Regions from separate parts of the Mus musculus genome. Here region 1 is linked to region 2. The links are chromatin contacts, called in public Hi-C maps. All regions are on one chromosome and are shown on one strand. Each heading gives the region's core, a stretch centred on a gene start, on an enhancer-like site or on the middle of the called end of the contact. The rest is flanking DNA. Distances are from core to core; before and after follow the strand shown. Region 1 has its middle 14 kb from the start of Gm32213. Region 2 overlaps Vps54 (VPS54 GARP complex subunit).

Region 1 (5,663 bases), core at 1,874-4,373, 520 kb before region 2:
GGACCCTGGTGACTCACCAGCCAAAAATAAAGACACCAAGACCTTTCAATATTTCAAAGCTTAGGCCTTACAGACTCTAGCTATACCTTCCAGGCCTGTGGTCAGTCTCTCTCCTCTCCTGTCTCCTGGCAAAAAGACCTTCCTGTTTCTTCTTCCCAGAGTCCTTTGCAGCAAATATCATATGGGATGGTGGCCTCAAGGCCCACAGCCCTGAATACCACAGCAGACAGGGCATCAACAGGGGCTACAGCCTTGTTCCACCTAGCTGAGGGTCTCTGCAGCTCTGCATACTCGTGGTTGCCCACTTTCACTTCCATGGCAACCATAAAAAAGAAATGAAGAATGTTAACAGATTTGAGAGCCATGAATAGAGTAATCCATCCAATGGATTCATTACATCCTGGAGTTCCTTTCCCTTCTTTATTAAGCTAAAGTTTGTAAATCATACCATTGATACATATTCAGGGTTTCAATGCTGAAGAGCATAGGGCCCTTTAAAGGGCCAGGCACACAAACTAAATCATTATACATGTTTATGTAGAAACACTATGAAGCAAATTACTTGTATCTGGGGCATCTTGTTTGCTTGTGTTACATTGTATATATCCTGCTCTTTGCTGATACAGAAGCTGAAGTAAGGACCTAATGACCCTAATGAAGTAAGGGGTTTCCCAGGGGTTTCCACCCATAGGTCATGGAAGCCAGTAAAAACAATTGTGGTTGGTGGTGGTCATTCACAAACTATTTTCATTTGTTGCATGGAAATATATACACATTAAATCCAAAACATTTTCTCTCTCCTTAAAACCATTCAGTATGGTCTCTAGAGTTCAAGGTGACAAACACTAACTAGATCTGTAATATTCCTTCTGCAGTGGTTTAAAAACAAAATAAATTTAACAGTTTTTCTGAGAGTTTGTGGACCAAAAATTCAATGAGGAGCTCTGTTTCCACAATATATTAAAAATAAAACAAAATGACCAAGACCTTCTGAGCTGAGAAACTCGATGTTGAAAGAGGTTATCATACTGCAGCCAAAGTGACTTTCACTGATAACATGTCCCCAAAGTAGCAGTTCCTCTTCCTGTGGTGTAGGGTTTATCTTTGGGTTAACTTTCCTCTTCCCAGCTTCTCTGGCCTAGGATTAGTGCTAGTTCTCCTCTTCCTCCTCCTCCTTCTCCATTCCCCCCACCATTTCTATGGCTAGATCTGCTGAAAGTGTACACTCACCCCACCCAGCAAGCTACAGGGTCTTGGGTCTTGGCCAAGCCACCCTACTTGTTGCTCTTCAAGCAAGCCTATGGGATGCTGACTTAAGATGACCATAGAGTTTTTGTTTTGTTTTATTTAGTTTTGAAAAAAAATGCAGTCATCTTATTCCAGATAGAGCTTTGGACAAACTACCTTTTAAAAACTGCAATATATAATGGACATCTCCTCCTCCTATCTAGTCATACATGCTTTCCTCACCTCTCCTTTCCTTCCCTTTTTCCTCTTCCCCCTCCTTATCCTCTTCTTCCCCTTCTTCTTCCTCTTCTTCCTTCTCCCCATCCTCACTAATGCAGCTGGCTGTAACTTTATGAAACAACTCTCGTGCTAAGTAACTGAGGTGCCTGTGTGATGCTTTGCTGTGACAGGATGGGGCAAGCCTGGTGTTGGTTATGATACGCTGTGTGGTCAGAGAGCACTCCCAGAATGCATTTGGACTCTGGGCATGGGCTGGGAGTTGCAGGGGGAGATTGTGAATTGGGTGACCGCAGAGATGACAGAATGCTGCTGAATCTGTTGGCTCTTCTGTGTCTTCACTTGGGAAGGTATCCCCAGACCAGCTAGAGACCAGCTAGAGTCTTTAGTTGTAGACTAAGAAGTCTGCAGCAATAAGAAGGCTGTTTATGCACATGCTTGATTCAGATTTCAGGCCTTAGCACAAAAGTTTGCTCTGCAGTCACTCAGGTGTTCTTAGGAGATAAGTAGCACAACTGAGGAAAAGCCAACCTTGGGAAATGTATACTGTCTAGCTGTGCTTCTGCCCAGTTGCCCTCCTCCCCCAGTCTGTTTATGTACTCCATCTTTGCACTCTTTACCTGTTGACAGGTATGTGCCCAGGCATCTTGCTGGTCCTGTCCTGCCCACTTTGCCATCCATGAACTTATAATGCACACCCACAGAGTGCAGCAGTGCTCTGCAAATGGGTGTGGCCTGACTCCAAGCCCTACTTTCTTTACCTTTCTTTTTAAAAATATTTATTTATTATGTATATGAACACTGTAGCTGTCTTCAGACACTAGAAGACGGCATCAGATCCTATTACAGGTGGTTGTGGGACACCTGTAATTGAACTCAGAACCTCTGGAAAAGCAGTCAGTGCTCTTAACCACTGTACCATCTCTCTAGCCCCTGACTCTCTCTTAATTGTGTAAGTTTATGATTACTTTTTTTTCCTTATAGAATTCACTCTTTGAAGCATCATTAGTTGGAAATGAATTGGAGATGGGTGTCTTTTGTTTTTGGTTTTTAACAAAGTACATTTAACAAAGAGCAGCATAACACTAATAACCCAGGGCAAAACGTAATATGACAGGTGTGTATTAGATAGCACCAATCTCCAATAGCAAAAATAATGAAAATTCTAGATTCCTGAGCATCTGTTTGAGTCTCTAAATTAAGTGATTTCTATCTTCTGTGACGAGACAAGGGAGGAGGGGGGCTTTCTCTCTATCCTCTCTACTGTTGCTCTTGGGTGGTCAAAGCATGGCTCTACTTTTCTGTCCTTGGTTCCCCTTTGAGCATCTTGCACAGGATTTTCTTCTGCTTGGGCTCTTCAGGGTGGCATCACCCTGTCATTCTGGAGTAGGTGAATGCTTCCCATTGTTTACCAACTTAGCTGCTGCCATTTGCTAGAGACTTCAATCCACGGAAGCTGTTTAGAAGCTGGAAAGAGGTGTCCCCCAACAATGTACCCTATTTCTGGCATTTTACCCTAAATCCATTCTTCCTGGTAATCATTTCTTACCCCCATGGCAAACCATGTCTTTTCTTGCCAGGGCTCACAGACATCAGCTCTCCAGGAAATGACTTTTGCAGTCTCTCCACAGAGGCACAGGAAGAGAGAACTGGTGTCTCATTGCTAATTGACCACACTGTGGTAGAGAAGGCCATGATGTAGGAGTAAAGACTTTAGAGTTGACACAAATACGTCTAACAAAGACCAGCAGCTGCTATCACTGGCATGGGTAGAAAGCCGACTTTGTGTGAAAAATTCAGTAATGGAGTCACCAGAAAGTCGGTATGTGGAGGAGTGACCTAGGGTGTGGTGACAGATCAGGATACCGAGAGCAATACAACTCACGATTGATGGGTATGAATGGACACACGTGTGTGTGCGCAATGTGTGCATGCATGTGTGAGTGAGTACATGTGTGTGCGCATGTCTGTGTGTGTGTGTGTGCATGTGCCTTAGACACTTAGCCAGAGGTTCTAACAAGCTGCCCAACAAGCAGACACCCGAGAGATTTCTGAGGCCATCAGTCTGGACTAACACGTTGCCCACTTTGAGGCTGTCAGTCTGGACTAACACATTGTCCAGGCACGTTTCCTCTCCAGATTGTTAAGTTGGTCTGTTGACAAGCAGCCCTCCCATGTCTCGGAACCATCTTTGATTTAGGACCATTCCAAGCCCTGTCCATCATTCTCACTCTCCTCTCCACAGATGACACGATGCCGGCCCCAGCTCTTCTCCAGGTTAGATTTGTCTTTGTGCTTTTCCCTTACCTTCATTTTTTTCCTCTCTAGTTGGTGAGAGGCCATCACCCAGCAGCACCTTAAAGTTCTCATTCCCCACCACCTTGAGACACACCTTAGTGACCCAACTGCAGAAGCCTGAGATGTGCACAGTGCCTTCGTTATCTGATTGCTAACCCGTCTTTCTTGTTTCTTTTACAAACCTTTCTGGAAGGTATAGGGTATGCTTGCTGGGTTGCTCCACTTTTCTTAAAATTGGAACCATCACGTTGCTTGTTGAAACTGGCTTTTTTTAAAATGAAGGATATATATTTATTAACAGTGAAAAAACATTTACCCAAAGTGAACATTATAAAATACAGAGTACCTCCATGTTCTGGGTAGTTCATTTTTGTAGCATTATCTCTACCTACATAGAGTTCTGTTTTACTTATTTGGGATATGTGTGTGTGTGTGTGTGTGTGTGTGTGTTATATGTATATCACTAACCAGAGTCTTAACTTACACATCAAGATAAACAAGAATATTAATTTAATGACTTTTGAGTAATGATTACTAGGGAAAACATATTACACACATTATTTGTTGTCAATCCCTGGATATTTTAAAACTAAGTTAGTTACTAAAATATAAAAACAGGGGACAAGATAGTAGCTATGTTGGCTAGTTTTCTGTCAACTTGACAAACTAGAGTTATCTGAGAGGAGAGAACCTAAATTAAGACGATACCTCCATAAAATCTACCAGTAAGGCATTTTAGTTTCTCTCTCTCTCTCTCTCTCTCTCTCTCTCTCTCTCTCTCTCTCTCTCTCTGTCTTTCTTTCTTTCTTTCTTTCTTTCTTTCTTTCTTTCTTTCTTTCTTTCTTCTGTTCCTCTTTTCTCCACTTAAAAGGTCAGGTAGAGAAGGACTGCTAATTCTGCAAACCCCAGAATTCACAGGTAGCAAAACCTGGCCATGCACCGAATCTGCTTGGGGCCTGAAGGGGGATGGATGTAGAGTATATTGCAAAAGAATTCCCTGTGGGTTGCCTCCTTGTAGGGCCTCAGGTCCTGGTGAAGGGCCTCATCAAAGGTGGTGGTCGAGTTTTTGAATCCTTGGGGTAATTAATCTAGTCCATGTCAGCTGACCCATAGTCCCATCTTCTAAGTCTTTCCATTCAAAGGCAAAGTATTCTTGACTTTGGGGTGCCAAGGGCAGGCAGAAGAAAGCATCTTTCAAGTCTAAGGCCATGTACCAAATACTGGAAGGTGGCAAAGAACTCAACAGAGTGTAGGGGTTAGGCACAGTAGGGTGGATGTCAGCCTCTCTGTGGTTTACCTCTGGTAAGTCCTGGACTGGGTGGTAATCATTAGTGTCCGGCTTCTTAACTGGCAGGAGCGGAGTGTTCCAGGCTGAATGGCACTTACACAACACCCCAAGCTGGAGGAGCCTGGAGATGTGTGGCTTAATTCCTTCTCGTGCCTCCTGAGACACAGGGTATTGTCTGAGAGAAAAGGGGGGGGGGTTAGAGGGGGGATGGATGACATTTTGCTTTGCCCATCCCTGCCAGTTCCACTCAGGGAACGTTTCCAACCCCCAAATCAAGTCCTGGTTCTGAGTAAAGGTGGTTTAAAATAATTATACTCATCATCTAGTCTGGTTTTCAGAACGTGTATAGGCTCTCCTGTTGGGCCAGTTAGTTGTGGCCTGTTGGGCAGGAAGTGTATCTGGGCCCCCATCTCAGAGAGTAAGTCTTGCCCCAACAGAGGATAGGGACAGTCTGGGATGACCATAAATGAATGGGATACCTGGCCCATCCCTAGATCCACTGATCTTCAGGTAGTCCATGAATACATTTTCCAGTGGCTCCTTGGACCCAAGATTTTTTTTGGAAGAGGATCAAGAGTTAAGCCCCTGTGTCCATTAAGAATTGAATGGGTTT
Region 2 (5,684 bases), core at 487-2,986:
TATTTTTAGGGATTGGCCTGCCTTTGGTGATTTCATGAATTGCTGGTTCTTATGCATACTATGCACTGTTAAATCCTTAGCTTTTAAATGCTTGTCAATATTTTTGTTGTACACGCTACAAACAAATGTTGGAAAATATATATGCACATATAGACACCAGGAATGGAGACGGACACATGCACACGTGTGTGTGCGCGCGCACACAATCACTGAATATAATGGGCTTACATTTTAGTTGAGTGCACAGCCAAAAAGGACAGCCAACACATGAGAATGCAGGAGAATTTGTTGCCTGTAGGCAAGAGATCAATTTTAAAAGATGGCATTCTCTTAAATGGGGGGAAAAAAAGGTAAGGAATTTATATAGAAAGTCTATACGTATTCATATGGGAATAAACCGTGGGGCAGGCACATTTCTGAGCATATTCACTGTAAAATACACATAACTGGGCATTCTCAGTTAAGGTTATAATTCAAGAGGAAAAGACTGCAGAAGGGAAGGCCCTGGACACACCAGTCTGCCCTGTAAAAGCAGAAGCGGGAAGGTTCTCTGGGTTTTTAGCCTCATGTGCATTTGCTCATTACTTAGAGTCCTGTCAGGAAGAGTTCCATTGCCTCACATCTTCATTCACTCCCCTCACTCTCCCCATTTGGTAGTCTTGTACATGTTGGCTGCTCGGAGTCTAGGTTGCAACTGTAGGAGTTTTAGTTTTGTCCTGGTTATTGGTAGGAGAACACCTTTCCGTGTACTTACTGTCCCTTTTGATAGCTTCTCCTGGCAAGTGTATAAAGAGGGTCTTTGCCTGTCTGCCCCCCCCTCCCTCCCTCTTCCTTTCTTAGTGATTTGCTGGAGTTGCTTGTGTAAGCACATGTCTGCTCTCCAACCATATTGCAAAATCATCTACCACTTTGTGAATTCCTACTTCATTCTCTAGTTAAGGTCTTTTTGGTTAAAAAAGGCTATTAATTTTAAATATGTCCCTTTGACAATTAGATTGACAGTTTCTCTGTAATTGTTTTGTATCATGCAAGATTTTCTTCCTTTTTTTCCTCCTATACCTAGATAATCCTTTAGCTCATTTAGCTAAAATGCCATCTTCCTTACTGTTCTGTATGTAGTACCACTGTTGCTATAAACCAGATACTCAGAGAAGTGTGTAGTCATTACAGTTCATTCCTTCGTTCGTTTGTTCTTTCTTTTTTTTTTTTTTTGTTTTTTTGTTTTTTTGAGACAGGGTTTCTCTGTGTGGCCCTGCCTGTCCTGGAACTCACTCTATAGACCAGACTGGTCTCGAACTCAGAAATCTCCTGCCTCTGCCTCCCGAGTGCTGGGATTAAAGGCGCCACCACCATGCCCGGCTATCATTACGTTTCTTATTCTGTGATAAAGCACCATGTTCACTGCAGTAGGAGAGAGTTGACCTGGCATGAGGGAGGCCCTAGCTTCACTCTCCATCTTGCTCTTGTTTTTTAGGAACATGGTCTAGAATTTGTACTTTTTACTGTCACTTCCACAGCAGAGGCTAGGATGTGACATATGACTCGCTCTGTAAAAGAGCTTGAGAACTAGAGTCTTTAGTTAGTTGTCTGTCTGTCAGTTAAAGATACTTGTGCAGCTAAAGCCGTTACTGTGGCAGGGGAGAGAAGTATTGAAAGCAGCTAGCAGCTTGCTGTGACATTTGACAGTCTTAAGCCTGCATCACAGTTGTTTATGTGGGTTTATTTCCTGTCCTCATTGTCTGTCACTTTAGAATCTTCTCTGGCATTCCTTCATTGCATGTTACCACAGGATGAAACATAGGCACTGTCTATGGTTCTGCTTATGTTCAGCTTATACACCAGTGCCTGAAAGCTTGCCACTCAACTCGGAGGTGACAGGGAAGTTAAAAGCAATTAAACTCAAAGAGCTTTTCTAAGGAAAAATTACAGCTAATTAAACAAGATCTAAGAACATTCACACTTTTGGTTAGGCCACTGCAGTATTTAAAAACTTTTTATTTACTGTTTTCTGTTTATGTCTTTGTGAGTTAGTAGCATATGGCTAAGGGTTCTAAATTCATTAGTGATTCTGTTACATGGCAAATTTTTAGTAATCCTTTAGAAAATAAGACCTCATTTCAGTAGGAAATTTGAACATCTAAATGAGCATTTTTTGGTTGGAATTGGCATTAGTACCAGACTGTTTTTATATAAATAAGTGTTTTGAGCATTGGAGAGGAAACTCAAGTCAGCAAAAAGAGTTTTACATCTGAACACAGGTCATACGTTGGATGTGGAGGTGTGCTCTTGAGATCGAAGTGCTGAACAGGCAGAGGCATGGAAATGACTAGCCAACTTGCCTAGCCAACTTGCCTAGCCTACTTGCTGAGCTAGTGTGAGGCTCTGTGTCATAAACGAGGTAAATGGTCCCTGAGGAAGGAAACCAAAGGTTGCGTTCTGGCTCCATTTGTACCCACTACATCTGTCCCGTCCCCCTAATCCCTGAAATTATGGAACAGAGGAAGTTTAATGAATTAGAGACCAATTCTAGATTTTGGTCTTTCTCTCTTACTATTGCAGCTGTGGGTTGATCATTTAAACTACTGAGGGCCACAGTCTACCTGACTCAGTAAAATTATACAAGACTGTTTTGAGAATACCTTAAGACTATTAACCCTGCTGTTATTCTAAGACACTAGTAAATAGGTTTAGCGATATAATTTTGAGGGATAATAAACTTTCTTCAATATCATAACCCAGTAATATAAATCAGAGCCTGCTAATAATAACTTTGAAAATTGTCTTATTCCATCGAAAGGGCTATAAATGACACAGGCACTTAACTTGGCTTATTATGATGCTAAAGAATTGTTGGCATAGAATAAGTGGCATTTATTTATTTATTTTATTTTATTTAGACAGGGTTTCTCAGTATAGCCCTGGCTGTCCTGGAACTTGCTTTGTATGCTAGGATGTCTTTGAACTCAGAGATCTGCCTACCTCTGCCTATTGAGTGCTGGGATTAAAGGTGCATGCTACCACTGCCAAGCTCTGTGGTCTTTATGCTTCTTGAATGGAAATATTTAGAAATAGAAAAATCTTGCATTTCCCCTCAAAATATAAACACAACTGTTTAATACAGCTTCCTTAAGGGCTCTGTCTTTCCAGTGCTAAGCACTAAGTTCAGTAAGTCCTCTGCCACTAAGTAACTTACACTCACAGGAAGAAAGAACCTACTTGCTATGAATGTCCTCCCTCCTCACTGGCCATCCCAGCTTGTTCCTCTCAGGGCATCACAGAGCTGCTCCTGCACAGCTGCCACCTCACCTCAGAACACATCTCTTCTGCTGTAATGGCTGCAGACTGCAGCTGCAGGGTGAGCTAAGTGGTAGGACTAGTACAGTAAAAAAGTTAGGCCTCTGAAATGTTACCTTGAGCACCATTAAAACTTATTAAAATGGACAATAGCTAGCCCAGAATTTTTTCCACAAATGTGAATTCTCTATCTTTGTCCTCCTCTTTGATACATCACATATGGAGAATACTGTGTTTCCTGATTAAATCTCATTGTCTCATCTTCAGAGTCAGTGAAGACATGAGGTTAACTGACTTGGAGCTAGGAAAACTAGCAAGTAACATCCAGGAGTTACTGTGTAATGCTTCAGATGTATGCCATGATCGAGCTGTCAAATTTCTCATGTCAAGAGCAAAGGTATTTTATTTTCATATAGTCTTGGAGATTCTTCTGTATATACAAAGTGTTACTTTAGAGATCTAAGTTATATGTAACTGTACCTATGTTCTGTCACAGTCTTATCCATCTTAACACTTGGAAAATTGATGGTATTATTGCTGTGGTCTTCTAAGGAGCTACTAAGATGTCAAATAATTAGAAAATAGAAATAGAAAATTATAAAACTATCCTTTTCCAATTATTTGTTTATTTAAAAGACTTAAAAATATAGCACCATAATAATTAATTTAAATCTAATATGCTGGTTTACCTACACACACAAACAAAAAGGTGTAACTTGAATATATTTGAGTTACTGTGTTACAAAGTGATGACCGGCTTTAGACATCTTCAGCTCTGTATGTTCCAAGTTTTGGATTCTAAAGTATTAGGAAATTTCAGCTAAAGTATAAATGTTTTAAATCATAAATATAATATGATACAACTAACATACTAGGAAAATAAAAATAACAGTAGCAGTTACTAAGCTCCGTCAGTTTTATAGCTCATGCATCTTTTGTGTAATACTAACTTTTGTCATGATGCGGTGTTTTTAAAACTTAGGACGGTTTTCTTGAAAAATTGAATTCCACGGAATTCATAGCACTCTCGAGATTAATGGAGACATTCATAGTGGACACTGAACAGATCTGTGGGAGGAAGAGCACGTCACTGCTTGGGGCCCTTCAGAGCCAAGCAAATAAGTTTGTGAACAGGTTTCATGAAGAGAGGCGGACCAAGCTCAGGTAGCGCCGGGTACCTTCTCTGCTTTCCTTTTCTTTACAGAACAGCTGTGGTTAAAGGGTAAACGTAGTTGATCACAGGCCAAATTCCTCCGAATGGGGGAGTAAGATCAAATTTCTTAGATTCCGATGGAATTAGACTTTTTATCTTTGTTGAAGTCTTTTATCAGTTGATCCTCACTGAATGTCTCTTTCTCAGGGTTGACTAAATTGGTTTTCTTAGCTGATTTTGGCTAGGCTAAGAGACAAACACCTGTTTGTTCTGTTAGTGGGTGGGTCCAGTTTATTCTGTTCCTTCTAGCTAACGACTGATCCTGAGATGTGCCTGTTAAAGTTCACCATTTTTTCCTTTCCTTTTGAACAGCCTCCTCTTAGACAACGAGCGTTGGAAGCAGGCTGATGTTCCTGCAGAATTTCAGGATCTTGTTGATTCTATAGCGGATGGAAAGATTGCTTTACCTGAAAAAAAGCCAGTGGGTATGTGTAGTTTGTCACACATGGTTCCTCCCACTGTATATTGATGACGATGAGGGCATACCTCTGTCCCACAGCCTACAGTCTACATTCTACATTATGCAAACAAAATAGGTTTTCGATTAAAGTTATAGAGTGATTGCTTTAACCTCGTGCTTCAACCTTGTGCTTTTTCCTGCTTTGCTGTGTGCTGCCAGAACCCCGTAAGGGTGCCATGCCCCATCCACATCTCACTGACTCACTAGAGACTGATGTGGGCACCAGGAAGTGAAGGCTACTTGACATGTAATAATGAGTGATTGCTTGCCGGCAGGCATTGATATTCTAAGCCATTTATAGATGTTATGTCATTGATGGTCCTCACACTAAGCTTTTAACAAACACAGGTGCTTGAGCCCTACACAGTTATGTAAGTAGTTGCAGAACAAGGACTTCAGATTCAGGCAGACTGACATCAGGATCTTTTTCTTATCTGCTGTGCCTCACCCTATCTGTGCACAATAGAGAGTTAATTAAGAGTGCTTCCTGTCACTCTGATAATAGCTGACGCATGTGAGGATATGCCAGTGCCTGACAAACATAGAAGTGGATGTTCACAGTCATCTATTGGATGGAACACAGGGCCCTCAATAGAGGAGCTAGAGAAAGTACCCAAGGAGCTGAAGGGGTCTGCAACCCAATAGGTGGAACAACAATATGAACTAACCAGTACTCCCCCGGAGCTCATGTCTCTAGCTGCATGTGTAACAGAAAAT

The links. Hi-C and Micro-C count contacts between places; a contact is called where the count stands out from the background.
Region 1: a contact with region 2 is called in a Hi-C map of CD8 T cells, with 2.6 times the contacts expected there. The contact joins two enhancer-like sites. A contact is called at or near these places in 1 of 39 promoter capture datasets (the C10 cell line), 3 of 15 datasets of contacts at CTCF or cohesin (the NIH/3T3 cell line, large pre-B cells and pro-B cells), 27 of 484 Hi-C or Micro-C datasets (B cells, the Ba/F3 cell line, the C10 cell line and 16 more), 1 of 115 datasets of contacts at active chromatin or transcription factors (memory CD8 T cells) and 2 of 9 other capture datasets (embryonic stem cells and liver).

What each region holds. Positions count from the first base shown.
Region 1 is chr11:20,777,403-20,783,065 of GRCm38.p6, forward strand. No RefSeq gene overlaps it. Among named protein-coding and RNA genes, the nearest start is that of Gm32213, 14 kb to the right of the region's middle. Within about 2 kb of position 3,124, at least 15 of the 459 cell types and tissues checked have an H3K27ac peak or open chromatin away from gene starts, as enhancers often do. A contact at or near this core is called in CD8 T cells, where this site is marked.
Region 2 is chr11:21,302,090-21,307,773 of GRCm38.p6, forward strand. It overlaps Vps54 (VPS54 GARP complex subunit), which reads left to right. Exons shown (of 23, transcript NM_139061.5): 13 at 3,562-3,691; 14 at 4,277-4,458; 15 at 4,820-4,932. Among named protein-coding and RNA genes, the nearest start is that of Mir1933, 40 kb to the right of the region's middle. Within about 2 kb of position 1,737, at least 17 of the 459 cell types and tissues checked have an H3K27ac peak or open chromatin away from gene starts, as enhancers often do. A contact at or near this core is called in CD8 T cells, where this site is marked.